2 separate regions of the Canis lupus genome follow, and region 1 is linked to region 2. A link is a contact called in public Hi-C data. All regions are on one chromosome and are shown on one strand. The core of a region is the stretch at or near the end of the contact, and the rest is flanking DNA. Distances in the headings are between cores, read along the strand shown.

The links. A called contact is a pair of places that touch in the nucleus more often than the background predicts.
Region 1: a contact with region 2 is called in a Hi-C map of liver, with 3 times the contacts expected there. The contact joins the enhancer-like site here to the promoter of YPEL2 in region 2. A contact is called at or near these places in 4 of 9 Hi-C or Micro-C datasets (amygdala, blood, liver and 1 more).

The regions. Positions count from the first base shown.
Region 1 is chr9:33,928,019-33,934,697 of UU_Cfam_GSD_1.0, forward strand. No RefSeq gene overlaps it. Among named protein-coding and RNA genes, the nearest start is that of YPEL2, 92 kb to the left of the region's middle. Within about 2 kb of position 4,698, at least 7 of the 20 cell types and tissues checked have an H3K27ac peak or open chromatin away from gene starts, as enhancers often do. A contact at or near this core is called in liver, where this site is marked.
Region 2 is chr9:33,835,018-33,842,421 of UU_Cfam_GSD_1.0, forward strand. YPEL2 (protein yippee-like 2) reads left to right here and starts at 4,034. Exons shown (of 5, transcript XM_038547950.1): 1 at 4,034-4,187.

The sequences.
Region 1 (6,679 bases), core at 3,448-5,947, 94 kb after region 2:
CCCAGAGAGTCTCCTTTTACTCAAACCTGGAGATACCTATATTCAGGTTTGAGGAAGGCAGGAGAAGTGATAGGTGTAGACAGGAATCTTCTTTTTTTTTTTTTTTAAGATTTTATTTATTTATTTATGAGAGACAGAGAGAGAAAGAGAAAGGCAGAGACACAGGCAGAGGGAGAAGTAGGCTCCATGCAGGGAGCCCAAGGTGGGACTCAATCCTGGGTCTCCAGGACCAGGCCCTGGATCGAAGGCAGCACTAAACCGCTGAGCCAAGTGTTTTTTTTTTTTTTTAAGGTTTTATTTATTTTTTAAAAAGATTTTATTTATTTATTCATAGAGACACACACAGAGAGAAGCAGAGACACAGGCAGAGAGAGAAGCAGGCTCCATGCAGAGAGCCTGACGTGGGACTCCATCCAGGGTCTCCAGGATCACACCCTGGGCTGAAGGCAGCGTTAAACCACTGAGCCACCCAGGTACCCTTTTTTTTTTTTTTTTTTTAAGATTTTATTTATTTATTCATGAGAGACAGACAGAGAGAGAGAGAGAGAGAGAGAGAGGCAGAGAGACACAGGCAGAGAGACACAGGCAGAGGGAGAAGCAGGCTCCATGCAGGGAGCCTGACGGGAATCTTCTCATGAGAGATTTACACTCTCGATACTTAAAATTGGGCCCCTGGACCAGAGAATCAGCAGTGACACCTGGAGATGTTTAGACAAGTGGAATTTCAAGCTTCAAGCCCAAGCCTACTAAATCAGAGTGTGCATTTTTTTTAACACCTAGGTGATTCTCACACACATGGAAGTTTGAAAAACCCTGATCTACAGGATAGGAAAACTGCATAGCTGGTAAATCTTATGTCACCATGTTGCAATCTTGTTGTTTTGCATGGCTGATTGATATGTAATCAGTTTGTCAACCTCTATGATTATAAATTTATGTCCTAAAGTAAACTTAATCAGGGGTTAAACCACTTGTACTCCACTGAACATTTCCAAGAAATCTCCTTGGAACCAGTGATGTTGAGATTCCTTTAAATAAAGGGTTTGCTGAATGATGGATAAAAGATTCATTTTCCCCCCTTATTGTGACAAAATATACATTAACATAAATTTACCATTTTAACTATTTTTAAGTGTACAGTTCAGTAATAGTAAGTTTATTCACACTGTTGCGCAACCATCACCACCATCCATCTCCAGAACTTTCTTATCTTCTTAAACTGAAACTCTCTGCCCATTAAATAGTAACTACCATTGCCCTCTCACCCCAGGCCCTGGAAACCACCATTCTACTTTCTGTCTTTAGGAACTCTACTCTAGGTGTTTCATATAAATGGAATCATACAGTATTTGTCCTATTCGTATCTGGTTTATTTCACTTAGCATAATATCTTCAAGGTACATCAATATTGTGGCTTGTATCAGAATTTCCTTCAGGAAAAGACTGAATCACATTCCACTATATGTATCTGCCACATTTTTTTTTTCACCATTCATCCATCAATGGACACAGGAGTTACTTATGTTTTAGCAATTGTGCATAATGCTCCTGTGAACATGGGTGTAGAGAGATTCATTCCTATCATCAGCATTCATACCAGGCATGCAGCTCCTCTTCCTGGCATCTCCACATTATTTCTAGAGGTGTGACACAATAAACATAAAATTCACAGTTAATGGATGTTCTCAATGAATTTTCTTTAACATATCTAGTCTCTAGTTGACTCCTCATTAAGAAAAGGGAATTTGCTATTGCTTGGAATGAAATGTCTGTTCCGTTTAGTGTCTCTGTCTGAGAGCAATGGCCTCCTGAATATAAACTCAGAGCCAGAGCCAAGACATTAATCTGTGAAGCTTAAGTATTGATTTGGTGACGCCATTCTCTTCCCCTGATGCTATTCCTATCAACTCAAATTATCTCTGTGAATGTAGGAACCATTTTTTTCTGGGTGCACTGGGCAGCTGGTGACAAGCTGTTTGCTGATGAGCTGTGACAGAGATGAGCAGTCAGCTGCTCCTGGGCATTAGACGTCCTCCCTCCCAGTGCTACTGGTCAAAGGAATTTGCAGCCCTGAAGCCAAGGGGCAAACACCCACTTGGGCAGACTCAGGGCTCCAGCCTGATTTCAGAAACCCCAATAGCTCTCAGAGAAAGGGGAAGAGTCCCTGATCTTGGTGAAATTATTCTAAGGAATTATATAAAGGGTATTATTTCCTCATATTGATCATATTTCTTTTGTGGACTCTCCAGTTTAGGTGTGCTGCTTCAGGGAGCTGGTGGGACTGCTTACCCTCAGGCATCCAGTGGGGGCGCTCTTCCACTTTCCATTTCATGCCTACTGTTTCACCCCTGGGTCAACTCTTTGGGTTATCAGATGTGTGTGTGAAGAAGAGAGGGTTACAATCACACCAGCTCATTTGGAAAATAAACACTGAAACTCTGGATTTCATTTTCTGTGCAATCACTTTTGCTTTGAAACTAAATCTAGACCTAAAGACAGGAACAACACAAGTTTCCAATTTTCATGTTAATTCCTGGCCCTCAAGGATGATTAACTTTATCTAGAAACTGAAAACACATTTGGGCTAATCTTTTATGAGATCTGATTAAGAGCTTTACAGCAAAGATTTGCACCACATTAGAAAGGCTCAAGCAATTTAGGAGAGTGCACATGTAAGGAATTTTCCTTTTACCCGATTATAAAAGAAGAGCTAGAAATCACAGCCAACTGCACAAGAAGGGAAAAGGTAAGGACCGGCCTGTTTGAATCCAAAGGAAAAAAGTTTGCATGTTGGTGAGCACATTTGAAGACTTTCCATGAGAACCACTGACAAAACCAAAAGGCATAACATGTGATGAGGTTATATGCATGCAGAGTCACAGGAGCATGTAATGTGCTATAAGGATTCAAGGAAAGTCTGGGGACATGCATAAGATAATAAAATATCTGTAGGCCACTGTCTAGAATTTATACTTTGCCTCTTCTGGGGTTTTATCCTGATCTCTCCACATCATATGCCTTCCCCTGTCTTTTGCCCTCCCCATTAATACATGCTTATCAAAATCTCACCACCAGACACCTCACAGATTGACACCTCTTAGCCATAATCGTTCTTTTGCGTCCTGTCAAAATGTGTTGTATATGCTAGGGCAGCCTATCTGGCATTAATGACACATTTCTTAGTGGTCACTTTCAAGACATTTTTTCACATGGGTGGTTTGTGCTCCTAAACCAGTCTGTAAGTTCTTTGAAGTAAGCACTATTTGAGGGTGTATTTATTAGAGTGTCCTAAAGCAGTGCTCCCTAAACTTTAATATTCATGGGCATCAATAGGGGATCTTACTAAAATGAAAATGTTAATTCAGCAGGAGTAGGTTGGGCCTGAGATTCTGCATTTCTAACCAGTTTCTAGGTATTGGTGCTGGTTGGAAGACCACTTTTTGAGTAGCAAGGCCCTAAAACACCCAGGATGGTGCCTCAACTAAACAAGTAATGCTTTATATTGGTAGTAGTTCCCAAATTCCTCTTGTGAGGCCAGATCCATTCAAGTAAGTGCTACCTCATGATCAAAGGGTAAGTCCTCTTCCTTTCGATCATGAGACTGCCCTCTAAATTAATTGAAACCTGAGGACGTAATTTTGTTATAATGCAATTGTTTGAATTTGTGTTTAAATTTGAGGAGTATGAGTGGTTTTACTAATGTAATTTGAGAGGACTGATGAATTATTTGGCTGTGCGTGGCCCAGCCCTGATGCTAGGCCACTCTTGATAAGAGCCACAATTATACTAGCTGATCCCAGAAACAAGAGCACCCACTAGCCTGCATAGTGTTGAGAGTTGTAACTCCCCTTCTGGACAAAGGGCCCTCACTTTTCTCCAGATGGGTTAAGTAGGTGGAGGCAGAAACAAAGCTTACTTTTGTTGACCGGGGTCCAGTCTATAGTCTCTGTTTCCTATAAGAAGTCCTGCTCTGTCAGAGACAAAGAACTCCATCTTAGTTTCACCTTCAAAACAAGGAAAATCGGTCTTCACTTTTTTTAAAAAAGACAATTTTTTTTAAGTTTTAAAGATTTTTATCTATTTATTTGAGACAGAGAGCATGAGAGAGAGATCATAAGCAGGGGAGGAGTATAGGGAGAAGCAGACTCTCCCACTGAACAGGGAGCCCGATGCTGGACTCAATCCCAGGACCTGAGCTGAAGGCAGATGCTTAACTGACTGAGCCACCCGGGCACCCATAACTAGTCTAACTATACAAAGCAGACTTCAATAAATGCTTTTTAACTAGGAGGGATAGACCAGAAGGGCTGGCAGCACAAGTGAAGCTGTGGAAATGTCTGACTGGTCTCATGGCCTAGTACCAATAGGTGGACAGGCCAGCCTCTCAGGACCTGGCTTTATTTGTCAGTAAAACCAAGGAGTGGGAGTGGAAGATGTTTACCAGCACCAAGAATCTGTGATTCTGATCATCATATCAGGGAAAGGCACAGAAGGAGACAAGAACTCCACACTTGGCTATTCGACAGCACAGTGGGACTGGGAGCCTCTTGGCATGTGCCTATCCTCTTTCTGGTCTCAGCCCCAGTGCTGGTCCTGACAAGACACTAAGTTGTCCTCTCCTAGATAATTCGGTGCCTCCCATCTGCCAGCCTGGTATAGAAAGACTTGAAAAGATATGCCCTGTGCTGCCACCTAATGGCTCTGATTCTATCAAGGTGATTCGTCAGCACCATTCGGCTATTACAGAATCTCTAGGCCCTTTATAAAACGTAATCCACCAGCTATGAGAACCTAGCAGGAAAGAATAAACATAGGGGATTTCCAGGTGCCATTGCATCCCCAGAATCAGGAACCATGATTGTTAAGGACCATAATTTGTTTTTTGAACTTTGTGATTTCCTCCTTGTCATTTCCTGTTTCCCTGTAATGATTAACAGTAAAACTCTAAAAACAGAAAGAGCCCGAGGAAGCAGGGGACTGGGGGGACAGCAGTCCAGGGGTTGGGGTAAACAACTCTAGGGGATGGAGTGGGTGGCAGGAGCTGAATAGCTGGAAGGAAAGTAGGTTGAGTCCTCAGGCTTGTTTGAAAATGGAAGGAGGGGGTGGAATAAAGTTGTGTTCTAGTGGGAATGAAGGTAACAGTCTTAAAAGCATTGTCATTCTTTCCTGTTTTGCCTTTAGATGTACCAGTCTCTTTTTCCATACAAGATGAAGCAATAGTAGTAGTCCACTAGTGTTATAGTTCAGGGGCCTTTGTAGGAAATGATTGTCTTAGAGTGAAGATCTTAAATACAAGTATCCACAAAAGGGCCAAGCAGATAAGGCTGGGGTCAGCCTTGGGTAAGTCTATAGTGAGTGGGGGACTGTGGTGGGCTGGACAGGACTTACCTATCCTGAGAGGCAACAGCTGCCCAGCCCTTGGTGGTCATGGCCCTAACCAAATTGTGTGCTCACATTGCTTGATCTTTCTAATTTTCGAGAGAAGCTGGAAATTTACATTAATATGTGAAGTCTCTTTAATTTTAAATGTTGGCAGCTAATGCTCCTTTGAAAACAAACAACAGCAACCTCATATGGGCCAAATAAAGCATGTCAATGAGATATTTTTAGCCCAAAGGCCAACTTTTTGAAAACTTAGACCTAGCAGTTTGCATTCTGGAATCTCAAAGCATTAATATGCTTTTTGTGAGGCATATGATCTGTCAACAATAGCAAACTACTATCAAACAAGCAAATATTGGATAAATCATATCTGAAGGGTTTGAGTATATTCATTCAATAAATCAAGAAGCATTGATTGAGTGCCTAATATATGCTAAGTAATGATAAATGAAACTTTTTCTATAACAGGCCATATAGCAAATACTTTAGGCTTTGAGGGTCAAATAGTCTCTATCATGACTACTCCGCTCTGCCAGTTATAATTACAAAGTAGCCTTAGACAATACATAAACAAATGGGTGTAGCTGTGTTCCAATAAAACTTTATTTACAACAGGCAGCAGTTCAGATTTGGCCCATTGGCTATAACATGCCTATCTCTGATCTAAAAAATCTCAAGCCAATTTGAAGTCTAATGCAGCAGCTTTCTTTAAGGAAATCTACATGTTTATGCTTGGCCTATTCAGACAAGGAATTAGGGTGGTATCACTAATATTTTTAAGTTATAGGGCAGCCCGGTAGCTCAGCGGTTTAGTGCCGCCTTCAGCCCAGGGCCTGATCCTAGAGACCGGGATCGAGTCCCACATCAGGCTCCCTGCATGGAGCCTGCTTCTCCCTCTGCCTGTGTCTCTGCCTCTCTCTCTCTCTCTCTGTGTGTGTGTCTCTCATGAATAAATAAATAAAATCTTAAAAAAAAAAAAGTAAGTAAGGGGTAAGTAGTTTACCCCAAATAGATCTCTGTTACCATTTAGTATAATGCAAGGTATCATAATTATTCTATAAACATAAACAAGTTACCATAAACGTTGGAAACAATGCTGGTCCAACTAAGCCACTGAAGTTAATTTGGCAAGACTGAATACGAATTTAATTTAGGATAATTTTTCAAAAAGGGAACCATTTATGTGAGAACATTGAACAGTTGACTGAGCTAGTTATCTTAATGGAGTAATTCAATTCCTTTTTTTTTTTTTTAATTTATTCATGACAGAGAGAGAGAGAGAGAGAGGCAGAGGAAG
Region 2 (7,404 bases), core at 2,784-5,283:
AGAAACAAAGCACTGTTACCATGATCTGTCCAGGGGAAGATGGCACCAGGCCCTCTTCCGTGATGTAATGTCATGGGACTTCACTTGTTGGGGGAGGAGGGGGAAAATTAAGCCTGGGAGGAGCAATTTCCCCTCCCCACACAGGCAGAAGGGAATATTTTCCCAGGTGATGATAGTGGCCTTTAGCCTCCAGGAACTTTCTATTGTACTGTGATTTTAAAATGGAGGTTTTATTATAGAATGTCCTTGAAGTTTCAGGTTTAATGTTGTCATACTACAAAGTAAGATTGCTATCTTGATCAGTATACTCTGAGGACAGGCCCTATCCATTCTTACTTGGATCCCTACTGGATTCAATTCAGATATAAACCTTGAGAGAGGGCCTACCATGTGTCAGTGCTGAAAACACAAAGAACATCTGATAAGGTCCTAGCCTAGGAGGAACTGGCAGAAGGATGGATAACTGACAACTCCTGACGGGGAGTGCAGAGTGTGGAGTGAAATAACAGTGCTATGAATAAAGGGCTATGAGGGTACTGAGGAGAAAAATTAATTTTTCTAGGGAGATTAAGGGGAACTCCTCTGGAGAAGTGACATTTGATCTCATCTTTGGCCTGAGTCATTAAGCAAAAGGCTTTGAGATGAGAGGGAAAAAAGTAGAGGGAGGAGGAGAGGGGTGAAGGAGAGAATAACATTCCAACTGAAGGAAACTGTGGGTCAAGGTTGTGAGGCAGTGGGCATATTCATTCATTTGTTCACTCATTTATTGAACAAACAAACATTGGTTGAGGGGCAGATACTCTTCTTAGCATGAGGAAAACAATAGGAAGAAAGACAGACAAGGTCCTTGGTTCTTTTATGGAGTTGACACTTTAGAGAGTTGGATGGGGCAGACACAGAAAACAAGTAAATACGTGAACAAGGTAATTTCAGAGAGTGATATGTGGTATGAAGAATATGAGGTGAGAGAAGATATGACAGAGGGTACACTGGCAGGGAGGCATGAAGATTGGGTGGTCAGGGAGGCTTCTCGCAAGGAGGCATTTGACTTGGGGACCAAGTGGCAAGGAGGCAGCCTTCTGGGGCAAAGTGTTTCAGGTGGAGGGAACAGCAAATAAAAATACTATAACAGTCTAGGTAGGCCTGGTGCATTTGAGGAAAATAAAGGCAGCCAGCTTGACTGGAGCAGCACGAGCAAAGCGGCGATAGGCGAAGACCAGAGAGGTTGGCAAACTTGGTTAACAGTGCCTTATGGGCCATTGTAAGGAGTTTGCTTTGAAAAAGTACCATTTGGTGTGATGAGCACTGGGTATTATACTATATATTCGCAAATTCAATTTAAATAAGAAAAGAAAAAGAAAGAGTATCATTTGGTGTCGTGTAGAGAACAGATTGGAAGCCAGAAGATCAGTTGGGAGGCCATGCTTCCTCTAGGCAAGAGATGTTGGTGGCTCCAATTAGCAGACAGACGTGTCTGGAACAAATATACAAATATACATTTTTGAAGTAGACCTGACATGACCTGCTGATGGATTAGTGTGGGGGTGAGGGAAAGGAAGGTGTAAACATATCAAATGTGGATGTAGCAACAGTGGGAACATGGGATCAGAGAAAAGATGCTGGGAGAGAATGGCTGTTAAGGCTTTGGAAATGAATGTTTGGCCTCACAGACAGACAATGGTACCAGGCCATTAACAAAGCCAAGCTGATGACCTGTGAGGCCAGGAACCTCTCAAACTTTTACTGCCAAGCCTCTTACTTTTACTGGCAGTAAGTGTTGTTTTTTAGAACTCTTTGGCTAAACTTGAACAAATTTGTGTCTTTCCCTACATTCTCTCCATCTCATTTTTTGCCCTACAGGATAAATATCTATTCTTATACACTCTCTATTGGTCCCAGATTCTCTCGTCTGTAGATTCTTCAGAATAGTATCATCCGAGTCAAGCAGGAAGCTCTGTTCGTAATAGGGACTGAGTTTATATGTACCTAGGGGCAATGAGAGGTGCTTGCTTTCAGAGAGGGACAGAAGTTGCTTCTACTACTTTGTTCCACTTTTACCTTCACGCTTAGCAACTCACCATAGTTGGCGCTTTTGACTGGAGGAGGCATAATCAGTCTTAATAAATATTTTTTTGTTGTCCTTTGGCTGGCTGGTTGGTTCTATTGTCTCCTGGTCCTACCGACCTGTTCCCTTCTCCTGTCCCCGGCATACACACTGCAGGCCTGCAGGGGTCCTCAGATCTCCCTCTGAGCCACTGCACCAGGCTTGTCCTCCTTAGCTAACGTTATCTCTTATTTAAACAGAAACAGTAGCCACCAATCTTGTTACATAACATCCAAGTATCCTAGGTGTTAAACTAATGCAGCATCTACTGTCAGGGAATGTTGATCTGGCAACACAAATATTCACCGGGAGAATATTGCTGAAACGTTGTAGCAAGTTTGATTTCCTGGCCTTACTTAGAATTTTGGAGGGGAAGGGACTTTAGAAATCATGCTATCTCAATCTTCTTTGTTTTCCACTGTGAAATTTGCCCAGAAGGCACATCAGGGTTAGAAATCAGCCTCATGGTAATCTAAAGAGCCCATCACATTTTAGATAAAGGATTGTTAAACCTTTCTTGTTCATGATTCTTTCTTATCTGAAGAGCTTCCCCACCCCCCCCAGCTTTAGACTTTCCAAGTTTGTCAAATGTGAACAGTGACAGTGACATGGTGCTCCTGCTTACACCCAAACTGCAAATTTGAGATTGATATGTATGTATGATACTCATGATTTTTTGTTGTTTTTACGAACATTTTACTGACATTAGGACTGGATTCACATCCAACCATGCAACGTCTATCAACTGAACACAACATGAATGCGATGTATAGTAACTGAATCAGATCTATTTTAAAGACAGCTGGATAGACTTGCAGGTGAAGTTAGAGTCACCTGGGGATCTACTACCCCAGTAACAATTCTCAGCTTCTGTGCAAACCAGTATATGGAAGGAGGTGGAGTCAGCTGCACCTCCAGGTGCATCTCACATCCTGAGAGCTGCTCAATAAAACATGGGGTTTCCTACAGCTCTCTGAGGAACTGCAGAACCTTGGTGGTGATGTGAAAAGGCCGGGCCCCTCTCTTCCCCTCACCCCTGCGGGCATTCTTTCTCATCTCAAACTGACCTGTTTTACTACAGGGACACTGCCCACTCCACCCACCTGGTGCCTTCCTGGATTTCCTGACTACCTGGGCTTATTTTTTAACCTTCTCTTTCTTGAAAAGCACTGATCCAGAACGTGGGCTTCTCCCTTCTGGTCACTGACCATCCTACTTTTGTAGGCTAACCATCCACATTTCCCTTCAGAAAACTTGGAAAACCAGCAGCAATAGGAGGCTGGGCGCCTTCCAGTTCCCCTACTACATCTTTCCTACTTTTAACTGGTTGGAATTACTGGCAGAACAGAGGGAAGTGGAGATATGCCTTGCTTCTGACTAGGGCCTGGGCTCGTTCGGCATTATCTTGCTAAATTCAACTGGCCCGGGTCCTGGGGACCTCTTCAGGTAACTTAGGCTCTGAGTCAGGAATGGCTAAGGTGCAAGGAGGCAGTTACTGTCCTGGCCCTACAAGTACTAGGCAGTCTCCCCACTCCTAACCCCAGGTTCTAGGAATCCCGGCCTTGACCTGGGGACAAAACCCAAGCGCAAATAAACGGTCTCCTTCCAGGCACTGAAAGCCAACCGTCCCCATCCGTCTCTCTGCTCCTCGGCCAGTGGCCCAGCTTAGCCTGGCACGGCAGGAGGAGCACGAGCCGCGGCGGGCCAGACCCGGCGCTCGCCGCACTCCCCGCACCCCAGCCGGGCCGGGGCAGAGGGGTGGGGGGTGGGAGGCTGGGGAAGCGGGGGGCGGAGTTCCGTCCTTCGCTGATTGGCTCGGGGCGGATGGGCTGCGGCCGTGCCGAGCCAACCCGCGACGTGTTGCTAGGTGCCGAGGCGAGGGGATAGGCGCGGGGGCGCGTCCGTCACCTGGCAGCCCCCGGCCCCGACCCGGAGGGATGCGGAGTGGCGGCGGCGGCCGCGGCGGAGACTGTGGCTTTAAGAGCGCGCCCGGAGCCCGGGAGCCAGCCGGGCGGTCCGCTGCTGCTGCGCACCCCGGCGGAGCCGAGCCCTGCACTGGCCGGACGGGGCCGCCTGCGGCCGGGTAAGCGAACCCGGAGCGCGGCGCGGGCCGGGCGCGCGTGGGCGTGGGGCGCGCTGTCAGCGCGGGCGCCGGGCACGGGTCCCGGAGTCGCCCCGGCCCGGCGCCCGCGGAGCCCGCGGAGCCCGCGGAGCGCGCGGCGCCCTGTGCCCTGCGCGGCCGAGGCGGGGCCCGGCGCGGGGTCCCCGCGGGGGCTGCGGGCGCTAGGGGGCGGGCGGCGGGCCGCGGAGCCACGTGACCGGTTTGTTTACAAACACTGCCGGGCCCCGCGGCTCCTGCAAAAAACACCCGGGGTGCTGTGGGTCCCCGGGTCGCGGCCCGGGCGAGTCTAGGGCGCGTGGCTTGGCGGATGGGACTCGGACACCCGGTGGCTGTGGCTCCTCAGCATAGTTTCTGCGGGTTCGGGCTCCGTCGGGGCCCGGGGGCGGGGGGGCGGGGGGGCGGCGGCGGAGTTGCTTCGGACGCTCTCTGTCCTCGGTGACGCTGGGTCCCGGGGCGCCGCCCTCGGGGCCCCCGCCTGTGGAGGGGGGGTGCTGGCAGCCCTCGAAACTCCCAGCGGCGGTTGGCCGGCCCAGGGCCGAGGTAACCGCAGCCGAGTTCCTGCCTGGCCGCTTCCCGGAGCCTCCGGCTGTCCTTGCCAAGGGGGTGGGCGCCGACTCTCTCCTGCCCGACGGGACCGAGGGGCCTCCCCAGCGGGCACCTCCCAGGACCTGGCGCCAAGGGGCAGCCCCGACCTCCCACTGCTTCAAGTCCACCCTCCTTGGCCGCTGACCTCCTGGGTGTCTTGACTCAAGTGGTGGCTCTTCCCCCGTTGGGGTAACCACCTGTTCTTTTGGACGAAGCCCAGGAGACTGCCACTTCTGACTTCACTCTCAGCTTACAACCGCCTAAAAAGCCAAGTGAGTGAGTGTCCTCCGTTTTTCTCTGCTGCATGTAGCAGACCCTCCCACAGCCCCACCGGTGTGAATGGCACACAAAACTGCTCTTTCTGGCCGCCTTGTCAATTTGCTGTCTTGGGGTCCTGAGGATCTTTTAAGCGAGTCCTTGCTTCTGGTGAATCTAAAGGCTAATGAGACCTCTAGCTATTTATCTTTTCTTTGCCCTTCCTCTCTTGTTCCTCTCTTCTGGTCCAGTAAGGTGGGCTCCTCTGTCCTAGCGCATTGGGCAATCAGGGTAATTGCTTCCCTGTATCTCATTCAGTAACAGAACATGGGGAGAGCAAGGGTTAGGAAGTTTAGAAGTTAAGTGACTTGCCCAAGGTAACTCCTGTCACTGGCTCTGGGGAGGGAGATGACCTCACATGTTTGTTCTTCAGTACTCTCCTGGTTATGAAAACTCCAGGCCTTGTAGTCAGTAGGGTCGGATGACCACTCCCTGGCTTTGCTATGACTTTGTCATTGCCACAGGATGCAAAGGTGGGCCGAATCTTGAGTTCTGTTTCTCTCCTCATTTCCTTAGCACTTATGCTAAGGCTAAATCTTGTCCCTGATGTGGAACATTTTAATTCCTCTGGGCTGTGATATGAATGGCTATAAGTTCTTTACTGAGAAACTGGTCTGGCCTGAGGAGAGTTGTGCAAACTTCCTTTTGGCACCATCCCTTATTCCCAGCTCCATGGTAAGGGTCTCAGGCAAGAGTGGGGGCCTTGGGCTCCTACCCCTCGAGTTATTTGCGTTATTGGTTTAGGATTTGGTAATAGAATTTCTGGGACCTGTCTTGGTATCTGGTGCTTGAATTAAAATAAAACTTGCTGTTAGGGATGGAAAATGGAAAATAAACATCATGCACAAGAGTACTGTTTTCCTTCTTCCCTCTAGGAGAGTGGTTTTCAAACTTTGGGATCCAAAGTAAGGAATACCTTTTATATCACTGCACTGAGGTTCACAACTGTGATAAGTTCCAGGAAACAATTACCCTTGTTACCTGCTGTGTGCTCTCTAGTTTTTTCTTCTTAATTAAAACAACAACAACAAACCAACTGCTGGTCATGGGCTGCTAATTTGATTTATTGACCAAATGGGTGAATGGGTGATGGCCCACAGTTCAAGAAACGTTGCTTTAGGGCAGAGGTCCTCAAACTTAAATGTGTACAAAGATGACCTGAATAGTGTTCAGAATTGCGGTCTGTCAGTCCACTCTGGAGATGTTTATTCTCAATGGGGTGCATTTTTAATAAGTGGACTATGAGGTTGTGATGCAGGTGGTCAATAAGAAACCCTGGTCTAATGGGAATTTGGGCAATGAACAATGAAAGGCATTAACTGGATATGAAGCATGCAAAGCCTTAGTCATGTGTGTGACCCACTCTATGCAAATCCAAGATCATTCATCTGCTAGTCACACTAGCCTAGACTTTGATAGGTCTAAGGGTATAGCATTGTTTGCTTTCAGCTGCTGTGAAGCGTTGGCTTATAAGACCCCCATCCCTCCCATACCACCGTGCCCAATCCATTTGAGGGCTGCTGTTCAGTGTTCTGTATGGCTGGATGTTTTTAGGTGCGTGGGGTTGGGGTTGTGAGTAGTGTTGATGAGTCTGCTGTACTATTCATAGATTATGTGAATTTTCATGGTTTTAATGAATTTAATAGTTTTGAGGCAGTGACATAGTTATTATGCCTGGGGTATTAACAGTTGGTCAGCAGAAAATGTTGATGTTGTTGAATAGCTGAGTATTCCAAGCCATGTGGCCTGGGGGAAGGGCAGGCAAGCTGGTGATTTTTCTTGGAGGATGGGGGAGTCAGGGTTTGTCAACAGTTTAGTAAGAAGAGGCACAAGTTCACCTGACCTTGCCTACCTCAGGCCTGGTTCTTATGATACCATGGCTCCTGTGTGCAGGTGAATCTTGTAAGTTACCTCTATCTTTACCTTCAAGTACAAACATACAACACCTGATGCATCCACATGTTAGATGTTTCCCTCTCACTGTGTCTAAACATGTTGGTAGAAGAAATTTCCTTAAATTAATCAAAACTGCATTTAGCTTCAAATAGAACTCTCTCCAAATTCAAATTAAACTATGGTCCTTCCTGCCAAAAGTATGCTTTATATGGGAACACTAACTGTAGGATTGTTTAATGTTCAGTTTGGTCAGCTGCTTACATTTAGGATGTTTAGTGTTTTGAGCCTACAATAAAAAAGAAAGCAACAAATGGATGGCAAAGGATAGGATATCCTAGTATAGAAAAGCAGAGGGAAGAGATGTCTAGATGGGACTGAAATG